3 separate regions of the Sus scrofa genome follow, and regions 1 and 2 are each linked to region 3. Evidence: chromatin contacts called from public HiChIP or PLAC-seq and promoter capture Hi-C data. All regions are on one chromosome and are shown on one strand. Each heading gives the region's core, a stretch centred on a gene start, on an enhancer-like site or on the middle of the called end of the contact. The rest is flanking DNA. Distances are from core to core; before and after follow the strand shown.

Evidence for each region. Promoter capture Hi-C pulls out the DNA fragments that hold promoters and counts their contacts. HiChIP or PLAC-seq counts read pairs in DNA pulled down with a chosen protein or histone mark.
Region 1: an H3K27ac HiChIP or PLAC-seq map of alveolar macrophages shows a contact between it and region 3. The contact joins the promoter of TGOLN2 here to the promoter of USP39 in region 3. A contact is called at or near these places in 2 of 5 promoter capture datasets (fetal liver and liver) and 1 of 2 datasets of contacts at active chromatin or transcription factors (alveolar macrophages).
Region 2: a promoter capture Hi-C map of liver shows a contact between it and region 3, with 6 times the contacts expected there. The contact joins the promoter of POLR1A here to the promoter of USP39 in region 3. A contact is called at or near these places in 2 of 5 promoter capture datasets (fetal liver and liver) and 2 of 2 datasets of contacts at active chromatin or transcription factors (alveolar macrophages and skeletal muscle).

The regions. Positions count from the first base shown.
Region 1 is chr3:59,424,849-59,428,389 of Sscrofa11.1, reverse strand. It overlaps TGOLN2 (a long non-coding RNA gene), which reads left to right and starts at 1,600. Exons shown (of 4, transcript XR_298231.3): 1 at 1,600-2,009; 2 at 2,518-3,431.
Region 2 is chr3:58,668,208-58,671,820 of Sscrofa11.1, reverse strand. POLR1A (DNA-directed RNA polymerase I subunit RPA1) reads right to left here and starts at 1,444. Exons shown (of 34, transcript XM_005662406.3): 1 at 1,096-1,444. The coding sequence starts at 1,172. It overlaps PTCD3 (pentatricopeptide repeat domain 3), which reads left to right and starts at 1,608. Exons shown (of 24, transcript NM_001243030.1): 1 at 1,608-1,730. The coding sequence starts at 1,627.
Region 3 is chr3:59,154,475-59,158,019 of Sscrofa11.1, reverse strand. It overlaps USP39 (U4/U6.U5 tri-snRNP-associated protein 2), which reads left to right and starts at 1,423. Exons shown (of 13, transcript XM_013987875.2): 1 at 1,423-3,545. C3H2orf68 (UPF0561 protein C2orf68 homolog) reads right to left here and starts at 1,365. Exons shown (of 4, transcript XM_003354742.4): 1 at 1,133-1,365; 2 at 931-1,049. The coding sequence starts at 1,239.

The DNA of each region.
Region 1 (3,541 bases), core at 351-2,850, 270 kb before region 3:
CTGTGGCTCAGATTTGACCCCTAGCTGAGGAACTTCCATGTGCCAGAGGTGTGGCCCTCAAATGAAAGAAAGAAAAGAGGAGTTTCCATCATGGCTCAGTGGTAACGAACCCAACTACTAACCATGAGTATGCGGGTTCAATCCCTGGCCTTGCTCAGTGGGTTAAGGATCCGACCTTGCCCTGAGCTGTGATGTAGGTTGCACGTGCAGCTTGCAGCCTGCATTGTTGAAACTGTGGCGTAGACCAGCAGCTATAGCTCTGATTTGACCCATAGTCTCAGAACTTCCATAAGCCCTGGGTACAGCCCTAAAGAAAAAGAAAAGAGGAGTTCCCGCCATGGCGCAGTGGTTGACGAATCCGACTAGGAACCATAAGGTTGCGGGTTCGGTCCCTGGCCTTGCTCAGTGGCTTAACGATCCGGCGTTGCCATGAGCTGTGGTGTAGGTTGCAGACGCGGCTCGGATCCCGTGTTGCTGTGGCTCTGGTGTAGGCCGGTGGTTACGGCTCCAATTAGACCCCTAGCCTGGGAACCTCCATATGCCGAGAGAGCGGCCGAAGAAATAGCAAAAAAAAAAAAGACAAAAAAAAAAAAAAAAAAAAGAAAAAGAAAAGAAATGAGAAGAGAAAGTAAACAAGAAGAAGAGGGAAAATAAGTACATTTGTATTTAAAAAAAAAAAAAAAGATGGAAACATGTGGAGAGGTAGGAAGCAAGAATTTCCCATTGTTTACTTTTCCAAAAATCCCGTTTTGATGTTTCAACCAACAGTCTATATTACTTAATCAAAAATATTAAATGTTTGCAAGACAAATACAGTAAAATGAGAGCGCCCCTGTAGTGCAGGGGGTTAAGGATCCAGCGTTGTCACTGAAGCGGCTTGGGTCACTGCAGTGGCTTGAGTCACTGCAGTGGTAGGTTTGATCACTGGCCTAGGAAATTTCCACATGCCAGGGGCATGGTCAAAAAATAAATAAATAAATAAAAAGCATACAGTAAAACAGTAGTGATCATGCCAGAAAGGTGGAACAAAGATTTTCTACTTCTACACATTCAGTGAATTTTCTACAATGAACATAATTAAGTTCTTCCATCAGAAAAAGGATGTACTGTTTGTTTGTATGTTTGTTTTGTTTTTTAGGGCCCTCACCCACGGCTTATGGAAGTTCCCAAGCTAGGGGTCAAATTCGAGCTGCAGCTGCAGGTCAACACCACAGCCACAGCAATGCAGGATCTGAGTCTGCGACCTACACCACAGCTCACAGATCTTTAACCCACTGAGCAAGGCTAGGGTGGAACCCGCATCCTCATGGATACTAGTTGGGTTCGTTACCGCTGAGCCACGACTGGAACTCCCAGGATGCACTTTTTAATGAGAGAGCTTTGGCGATGGCGAAAGGCACAGGTTCCATGGAGCTAGAACTGAGGGGAGCAGGGTCGGGAAGGCTGCCGCTAAAAGGTGACAGGCTAGGTTTCTCTTTCCAGATTCCCACACGTTTGTGTCCTGCAGGAAAAAAAACTAAAAAACAAACAAAAAAACACAAGAAAGGTAGAAGGCAGAATTGCGGGCAGAGGATAGGGCCAAGAGGCGCCCGGCCCCCTGCGACGTCACTCCGTGGGGCAGTCCACCCGCCGGGGGAGCTCCTGCTCGTCCGTACTGTCTCGTCATCAGGAGGGCAAAGAAGGAAAGGGAGAGTGACGGTTTGCTGTGGCTGCTATTAAGCAAAGAAACCAGAAAAAGAGAGAGACGCCTTTAACGGGCGACAGCAGACACGCCACGGAGAAACGCCGTCACCGAGCTAAGGAAACGGGGCTCTCTTGGAGCACCCTGGCCTTTTCCCAAGCCCCGCCCCCTGTCTGGGCGGGGCTGCAAGAGACTTGAGCCGGAAGGGACGGAGCGGTAAACACTGAGTCTGCGCGCTCATCTCGCGACAGCAGTAGAGGGCGGAAGTGCAGTCTGTCCAGGATGAGGTTCCTGGTTGCGTTTGTCTTGCTGAGCGTCGCAGCGGAGGGTAAGACCCCCCCCCCCTTCTAGTAGCCTCTCGTCATCTCACTCTCGCCCCCAGGCCCACCATCCTCACCGGTGGGCAATCTGACCTTACTTTCTCCCTGCCCGGCTGTCGTCATCCTTCCGCTCACCATCACCCCCTCCCCTTTTTGCCGGTTGAACCCATCTAAGGATTCCGTTCTCCCCGCCTGCCTCCCTCTCTCACTTTTTTTTTTTTTTTTTTTTTTTTTTTTTTGTCTTTTCTAGGGCCGCGGGTGCGGCATGCGGAGGTTCCCAGGCTAGAGGTCTAATCAGAGCTGTAGCCGCCGGTCTACGCCACAGTCACAGTCACAGTCACGGATCCGAGCCGCGTCTGCGACCTACACCACAGCTCCCAGATCCTTAACCCACTGAGCTAGGCCCAGGGGTCGAACCCGCAACCTCATGGTTCCTAGTCCTATTTGTTAACCACTGAGCCAGGACGGGATCTCCCACGCCTGCCTTTCTTTAGCTAGCTGGTTTCTCTGTTTCAGACTCCGTGCCGTCAAGTTCTGTGCCAGCCTCCACAATACCCACTCTGAGGGTAAGTCAGTCTACTGGAGACTCCAAGCTCGTAACCGCAGAACTGCCTTCTCAGTCAGACAAAGTAGACAGATCCATTCCGAAACAAAACACCGGGGAAGTCAGCCCTGACAAGTCGAAACTGGAGCCAAACACCACGAATGACAGCCCTCACAAATCGAAATCTCAAGAGCATATCACGAATGTCGACCATAACAACAACACAAATGTTGACCCTGGCAAGTCGAAAACGGAGCCGCACTCCACGAATGACAGCTCTGACAGAGCGACATCTGAGGACCCTGCTGTGGATGGCAACCCTGACAAGTTGGAACTGAAGCAGGACATCACGAATAATGGCTCTGGCAAGGGGAAATCTGAAGAGCATACTGCCACAATTGAGGACCCTAGCAAACTGGAACTGGAGCAGCTTTCTTCCAAAGACCACTCCGGCAATCCAATCTCCAACCCCTCTTCTGATAACAAGGAGCCTGCTGTAAATCCATCAGCTGACAAAGCTCTGCAGTCTCCTAGAACTAAACCTGTGGAAAAAGGATTACTGGACTTGGACTCCTCTTCTCCCCAGCAGGAGGGAGAAGGTAAGTCTTTAGAGCCAGCTGAAGTTGTGGAGCCCAAGGAGACTGAAGAAGGGGATACAGAGCCTGAAGAGGATATACCACCCAAAGAAGAGAAAGAAATGCCTGGCCCTGCCTCCAGTGAGAACCGTGAAGGGGCACTTTCGAAACCCTTGGATAAGGAGAAGGATGACGTTTATAAGGATAATCTTGGAAATGCCAGTGCAGAGAGCAGCCACTTCTTTGCATATCTGGTGACGGCAGCCATTCTCGTCGCTGTCCTCTATATTGCCTACCACAATAAGCGGAAGGTAAGTCCTGAGTTGCCTTAAGAAGAGGAGTGGGATGGGATTTCCTCTACCCTGAAAGCGTGGTGCATGAGTTTTCCATCACTCGTCTGCCTGTAAGCACTGGGAATTTA
Region 2 (3,613 bases), core at 195-2,694, 490 kb after region 3:
ACAGCTGAAAACATGAGTCTGAAAAACAGGGAAAAGAAATTTGTGCTGGAGATTTAAATTTGAGTATTAATCATGAAAACGGTGAATGTGTCTAAGCAGGACAATTAGGACAAGAAAGCTGTATGATCAGAACAGAATCTTGAGGAGTTTCACAGCAGCAGATACAAATCTGACTAGTAACCCTGAGGTTGCAGTTCAATCCCTGGCCTTGCTCAGTGGATTAAGGATCCGGCGTTGCCATGAGTATGGTGTAGGTCACAGACATGGCTGGGATTTGGCGTTGTGGCTGTGGTGTATACTGGCAGATATAGCTCTGATTAGACCCCTAGCCTGGGAACCTCCATATACCTTGGGTGCGGCCCTAAAAAGCAAAAAAAAAAAAAAAAGAATAGAATCTCGAGGGATTGCAAGATTTAAGGAAAAGCCGAATTAGTTAAGGAGTCTGAGAAGAATTCTAAGATAAGCTATGAATACAAAGCCTTTGTTCACCAATGTGTCACGAATGCCAGGCAAAAACGGGATGATGGATAAATGTTTGTGGGTTGATAAACTGGTTGAGTAAAGGAGTAAGAAAGAAGTACTTGTCGCAAAAATAAAATCTAAAGACAATATGGTCCTGGAAAATATGAAGATTGTCAAATGCTGCAGTGATCAAAATGATTTAAGAGAACCCTTTTGATTTAGTATATAGGCGGAAAATATAGAAAGGTCCCAAGAGAGAGAAGTTGTCTTCTGAAAGGAGCCTTGAAGAATAACCATTTTATAGACGAGAAGAAGAATCATGTGCTTAGCAAACCGCGTCAGATAATTATAGTAACTCCACAAAGGTTGGCTAATTAGCGAAAAAGACTGGAAGATGATAACGCTGCAATCTGGGAACCTTCACCTCCCCACATACAAACTCTACTACCCCAGCCACGCTCTGCTCTAGGCAATGCCTGAGAGCGCAAGACGTTCCCGGGACTACGAGTCCCAGCAGGCCACGCGCCAGAAAGCCAGGGCCAGAGAGGAGCAACTGGGCTCAAGACCTTCTGGAAACGGTAGTTTACGGCCCCGACCGCAAGAGGTTCTGCGTGCTCCCCACCAACTCCTTACTTGAGCTCTTCGGCTGAATACATCCCGAAGGAAATGCCCTGCAGCCGCCGCCAGGGCATGTTCTTTGAGCCCAACATCCTCCAGGTCGGTTCCAAGCTCTGCTACCCAGACAGATATTCCAGCGGCCACGGGTAAGGTCTTAACGGGGCCTCAAGCCCGCTACCACCACGTGATTTAAACTGCGCTTGCGCGGGAGAAATGCTCGCTGGAAGGAGCAGTACATGGACGAGTTTACTTCTGTTGAGGGGGGAAGGAAAATAATTTCACGACTCTTGTTCTCCCTTTTATCTTGAAAACGATTGAAGACATATAAAACATAGAATTGATACTTTTTGGAAATGTCTTAGAGGAAAATTAGGCTTGTAGAGCCTTTAACTTCCCATATAAAGTATTTCAAACCATGAGTTTGAAACCTTTTTTACGATGGCTTTCGTCTTGTCGGTCTCAGCCAATAGCCGAGCTAGTCCCCGCCCACCTCCCTCTTAAGGTGGAGGGCGTGCTTTCCCAGCATGCTATGCGAAGACACCAAAGATGGCGGCTGTGGCCTCGGCTCGCTGGCTGGGGGTCCGCAGCGGGCTTTGCTTACCTCTGACGGGTCGGCGGGTGGGTCCATGTGGACGGACCCCCAGAAGCAGGTAAGAGAAACTTGGAGGACCCCTGAAAAAGACCCTGGGATCAACTTGGCCTTGTGTATCTTCTTTCCCCCTGAGAGCTGGGGAACAAGGTACTGGAGAAGATTGCGCGCGCTTGCGGCCGCGTACCGGGGAAGCCCGGCACGTGGATCCCGCGTCCTTGAATGAGGGATCCAAAAGCACTTCTTAAAGGGATATTTTTTGCTTGCTTGGCATACGCCGGGATTAAAATTCTTGGCAAGATTAGGGTCCCGATGTTGTTGAGCTTGCATTTTAGTGAGTGTGGTTATTAGCAACCCCGCCACAAGCTTTAAGTAAAAAATTTTATCGTCCCTTATCTGTTTTCACCCGCCGGAGAGGACCAGGGTAAATCAGGTCTTATCAAATTAAAGGCAGATTATGGATTCCGTTGTATGCTGGTTGTTTGGCCAAAGAAATCATCTAGGTGTCCATAAAAACAGAAAAGTCTAAAAGTTCTGAATAGGATTGCTGTGATTGTTAAAGCTTGGCATATGTATCATTTGTGTGGTTTTTTTCCCACTCAGTACAAACAGTGGTGTTGTTGGAAGTATGAGAGACGGGAATTTGTTGTAAAAAGTTTGAAAACGACCTAGTTTTAAATTCACCGTTTGCCATTTCCTTTGCGAGGTGGTAGGAGATAAATACCTTTATGTGAAGGTGGGTGCTAGTAATAGTCATCTGAAAAGTTGTGAGGAATGAATGGAATGTTTAATTTACAGTATAAGTTTTATATATAATACTCTCCTCCAACTCTCCTCACAACGAAAGAGAAAACGCTCCACCTGGTACTGCAGCAGCCTCACTGCTGCTGTTCAATCCCAGTTCCTTTCCTGGAAGTCCCCAAAGTTTATATTTTTCTACATGTTTCTTTTGCTTTAACAGCAGCACCTGTCAGCATTCATCCAGAAGACAGCAGTGTGTGTGTTCTGCACATACATGTCATGAGAAACAGCACAATTTGAAAGAGTTCATCCCGTCCTAAAGTCGATCCCTATCGGGGAAGTGTAATTTTAAAATGGTGTCTGAGATCAAACATAACCAGTAGAGGAAGTAATCGTCCAGTAACAACTTGGCAATCTTCTGAGTGATAACCAATGCCATTTAGGAAGGAAATACACAAGATAGCATATATCCTTTCTTATCTCTGGGGTAGGTTGACTACTTTTTAGTGTGATCATAACATTTTAAAATCACGTCATTGGTCAATGATCTTTTTTTTCTTTTTTAGGGCTGTTTGGATTTGGTTCCTCAAGACTTTATCTCTTTTAAATTTTTTTTTCTTTCTTTCTTTCCTTTTTTTTTTTTTTTTTTAGGGCCATAATCACGGCTTATGGGAAGTTCCTAGGCTAGGGGTTGAATCAGAGCTACAGCTGCCAGCCACAGCCACAGCAATGCAGGATCCAAGCCTCGTCTGCAACCTGTACCACAGCTCACAGCAACGCTATGTACTTAACCCACTGAGCGAGGCCAGGGATGGAACCCACATCCTCTTGGATACTAGTCAGGTTCGTTACTGCTGAGCCACAAAGGGAACTCCACTGATTCTAATTTTAGGTTAAATACCAACAACTCCCAAGTTTAAATTAGGACGTATATTTGGTATATTCCTGATTGTTGAAGGAAATGGGATGGAAGGCCATGGTGATTTCAGTTTCGTAATTTGTCATAATTGCTTTAAGTGGGATAGTCTTTGTCATTAGGGTGTTATCCACATAAAAGCAGGACTTGATTAAATTTTCCTTTTTTACCTCAATATTTTAGGTTCCCAAAGTTGAAAATCCCTTATATTTCAGATCAGCTTCTCAAATTGTTCAAGTGCTACTAAATTTTTTCTTTTTCTCTGATTTTATTTAATTAGATTGTCT
Region 3 (3,545 bases), core at 174-2,673:
CCAAGACGTGGCTAGGATCCAGTGTGCTGTAGCTGTGGTGTAGGGCAGTGGGTACAGCTCCGATCTGACCCCTAGCCTGGGAACTTCCATATGCCGCATGTGTAGCCCTAAACACAACAAAACCTCAATCTTCTCATGGACCAAGAATGTGTATGTGTGTGTGTGTATGCACAACATGGCACCCATCAGTTTTATTCACCTTTATCCCTGCCCCAGGACCAGAAGAGAGCCATCTCCGAATAGGTACATGAATGCACATTTTGTCTACAGTATTGGAGAATAGTAGAGAAGTGGATAGGGATCTGTCTGGGTTCAGGCCAGGCTCTACCATTTACTTCTCAGAGATCTCAGGCAAGTTACTCAATCTCTTTGTTTGTACCTGTTTTCCTGACTGTGAAACCCGTGAAAATTCCCATTTTATGAGATCCTCTTGAAACTAAACGAATTGATGTACCTAACACCTAAAAACACTTTAAGGATGGCTCGACAAATTTAGCGGTGTAGGTTTAACTCTCTCTAGAGGGCAGAGAAACTGGGGGTGGGAAGCTAGGGGGAAGGTCATTAACTGGGTTTGGGCTTCATGTCACAGGTATGTCCTGGTCGTCTAGAACAGTGCCAAACCTTTTTTTTTCTGTTAGATGGTGGGAATATGAGAATTCAGTATAGTGGGGGCAAACCAGCAGACAACTTCCTGCCGCTTCCCAGGTATGTCCAGTAATAGTGTTGCTTAACTAGTCTTGAGGGTCCCTGTTCTGCCGGGAGAACCACTGAGAGGCAGCTGGAGAGCGTCGAGGCGGAAGTTCCGGGAAGGGACGAGATGAACTGAGCCTTGGGGGTTAAGGAGTGTGTTTCTTTTTTTCGTTGTTTGTTTTTTGCCATATAGAAAGGAAGAGTGCGTTCAGGCAGAGGGCTAGAGGCAGGCGGCCTCACCTCGGTGTCGCGGCAGATACACCTGCAGGTCCGGCTTGCGGGGCCGAGTGGGCGCGGGCGTGTGCCGCCTCCTCACCTTCTCCTTGGCCGCCTGCTTTACCTTCTTGTCGTAGTCGTCCCTGCGGGGAGCCGAGCGGGAGTCAGGGACGGCCGGGCCAGGCCAGGCCAGGGGTGGCGCCGGTGGCGCGGGGCGGGGAGGTACCGGGCGAGCTGGTTCCGTCGAATGTGGTGGACGAAGCCGTGGCTCATGTCCAGCCGCCCGCCCGGCTTGTAGCAGAGGCCGGGTCCGGGCCCCGGCGCCGATTCCATCTGGAGCTCTGTGCGCGGAGCTGCGCCGCCTCCGCCTCAACGGCTCCAACGGCAGCCCTCCAGCAGGCAGAACTCCGCGCCACCCGTCGCTCGACTTCCGGCTCCGCACCCTGACGTCGGCGGGGAACCGGCCGACCGGGCCGAGCGTCACCACGCGCGGAGTTCCAGGCGTGAGCTGGGCTGGTGGAGTGGTGCTGGGAATGGGACGTGCGCGACTTCCATTCCCCCGGCGGGGCCTTGCCTTTTTTGTGACGTTATCAATAAGAAAGCAGGATTTAGGCTTACTGCTGATGCACCAGAAAATTCAGAAAAATACAAAGCACCCATCACAGCACTCCGTGATTTGTGTGGAGCCTTCTCGTCTTTTTTTCCCGTGATGAGATGCTGCGAAAACTCCATCATCAGCTGCGTGATCGTCTCATCTTACTCGTGATCTGCGAGGTCGTGAGGAGGCCAGTGCCCGGAAGGGCAAACTGCGGCGCCCCCGTTGCTCAGCCCACCCCCCTGCCCGCACCGGGCCCCTCGGCCCCTTCGCCACCGGTGGCGGGGATGCCCCCTTCCAGCCCACCCAGCGCCCACTGGTCTGACGTCTTAACTCTCTCCGTGAGAGGATCTAGAGCTTTTCAGGGGTCTGAGCCTGTGTCATTTTTGAATCCTCTTTAAAAAGAGACAAAAGATTAGAACAGGGATGGATTGATACATCCACACGATGGAATATCGCTGAGCAGTCAAAAATAACGAGCTGTTACACATTCAACAGCGTGGATGAATCTCAAAATAAATATGCGAGTGAACGAGGCCAGGGGTAAAAAGACTGGTTCTGTGTTTCCATTTAGATAAACTCTAGAAAGTGCACTGATCTGGAGCTCCCTTGTGGCTCAGTGGGTTAAGGATCTGGCATTGTTACCACAGCTGCTCTGGTCGCTAATGTGTAGGGGGTTCCATTTATGGCCTGGGAACTTCCATATGCCAGAGCTGGCCAACAACAAGGACAAAAACAAAAACAGAAAGTGAGTGCACTGAAAGCACGTCAATGGTGGGGGCAGAACACTTGGTGGCTGGTGGTTAAGTTCATTATCTCTTTGGTTTTGGACTGTATATGTACCTCCATTGATATTCAAGCAGACTAACTTATGTATTTATTTTTTTTCTGCTGCACCTGCAGCATATGGAAGTTCCATATGCACGTCAAATTGGAGCTGCAGCTGCCAGCCCATGCAACATCCACACCGATCCTCCACACATCATCTGTGACCTACAACTCAGCTTGGGACAACGCTGTATCCTTAACCCACTGAGGGAGGCCAGGGATCAAGTCTGCATCCTCACGGACAGTGTCGGGTTCTTAGCCTGCTAAACCACACCCGGAATTCCAAATTGCACACTCGTTTCATTTGTCTTTTTTATTTTATTTTATTTTTTATTTATTTATTTTTTTCCATTTCTTGGGCCGATCCTGCTGCATATGGAGGTTCCCACTAGGGGTCGAATTGGAGCTGCAGCTGCCGGCCTACGCCAGAGCCACAGCAACGCGGGATCCAAGCTGCATCTGCGGCCCACACCACAGCTCACGGCAACACCGGATCCTTAACCCACTGAACAAGGCCAGGGATCGAACCCACAACCTCATGGTTCCTGGTCGTATTCGTTAACCACTGAGCCCGGACGGGAACCCCTTGTCTTTTTAGGGCTGCACACGCAGTACATGGAGGCTCCCAGGATAGGGGTCAAATGGGAGCTGTAGCCGTCGGCCTTCACCACAGCCACAGCAACGAGGGATCCGAGCAGTGTCTGCGACCTACACCACAGCTCAGGGCAACGCCGGATCCTTAACCCGCTAAGCAAAGCCAGGGATCGAACCCCCGTCCTCATGGATGCTAGTCGGGTTCGTTAACCGCTGAGCCACACGGGAACTTCCCAAATTACACATTTCAAACGTGCAATTTATTGAAGGTCAGTCACAACTCAGTAGAACTATATAAACAAAGTAGTTCGTGGTCGCGGAAGGGGTCGTGGAAGTCTCAGGCCTTGAAGCTTGAGCTTTATCAGCGTCACTTGTCTCCCTCATCTCATCGTCGTTTGCATTTTCCTGTGATACCAAAAACAATCCTCTAAATGTGGAATTAGAGCCTCGGGGTCGCTCCACTGTATCCTGGTTCGGTGTCAGTCTCTGAGACACGGAAACTGGAGACGACCTTCCAATTCTGGTTGCAGGGCACAAAGTATCTTGAAGAAGCCTGGGGCCCAATGACAGCTTCCGGAAATTCCGCAGCTAGTAAAAAGTTCTTGTCTTTTTTAGAGAAATC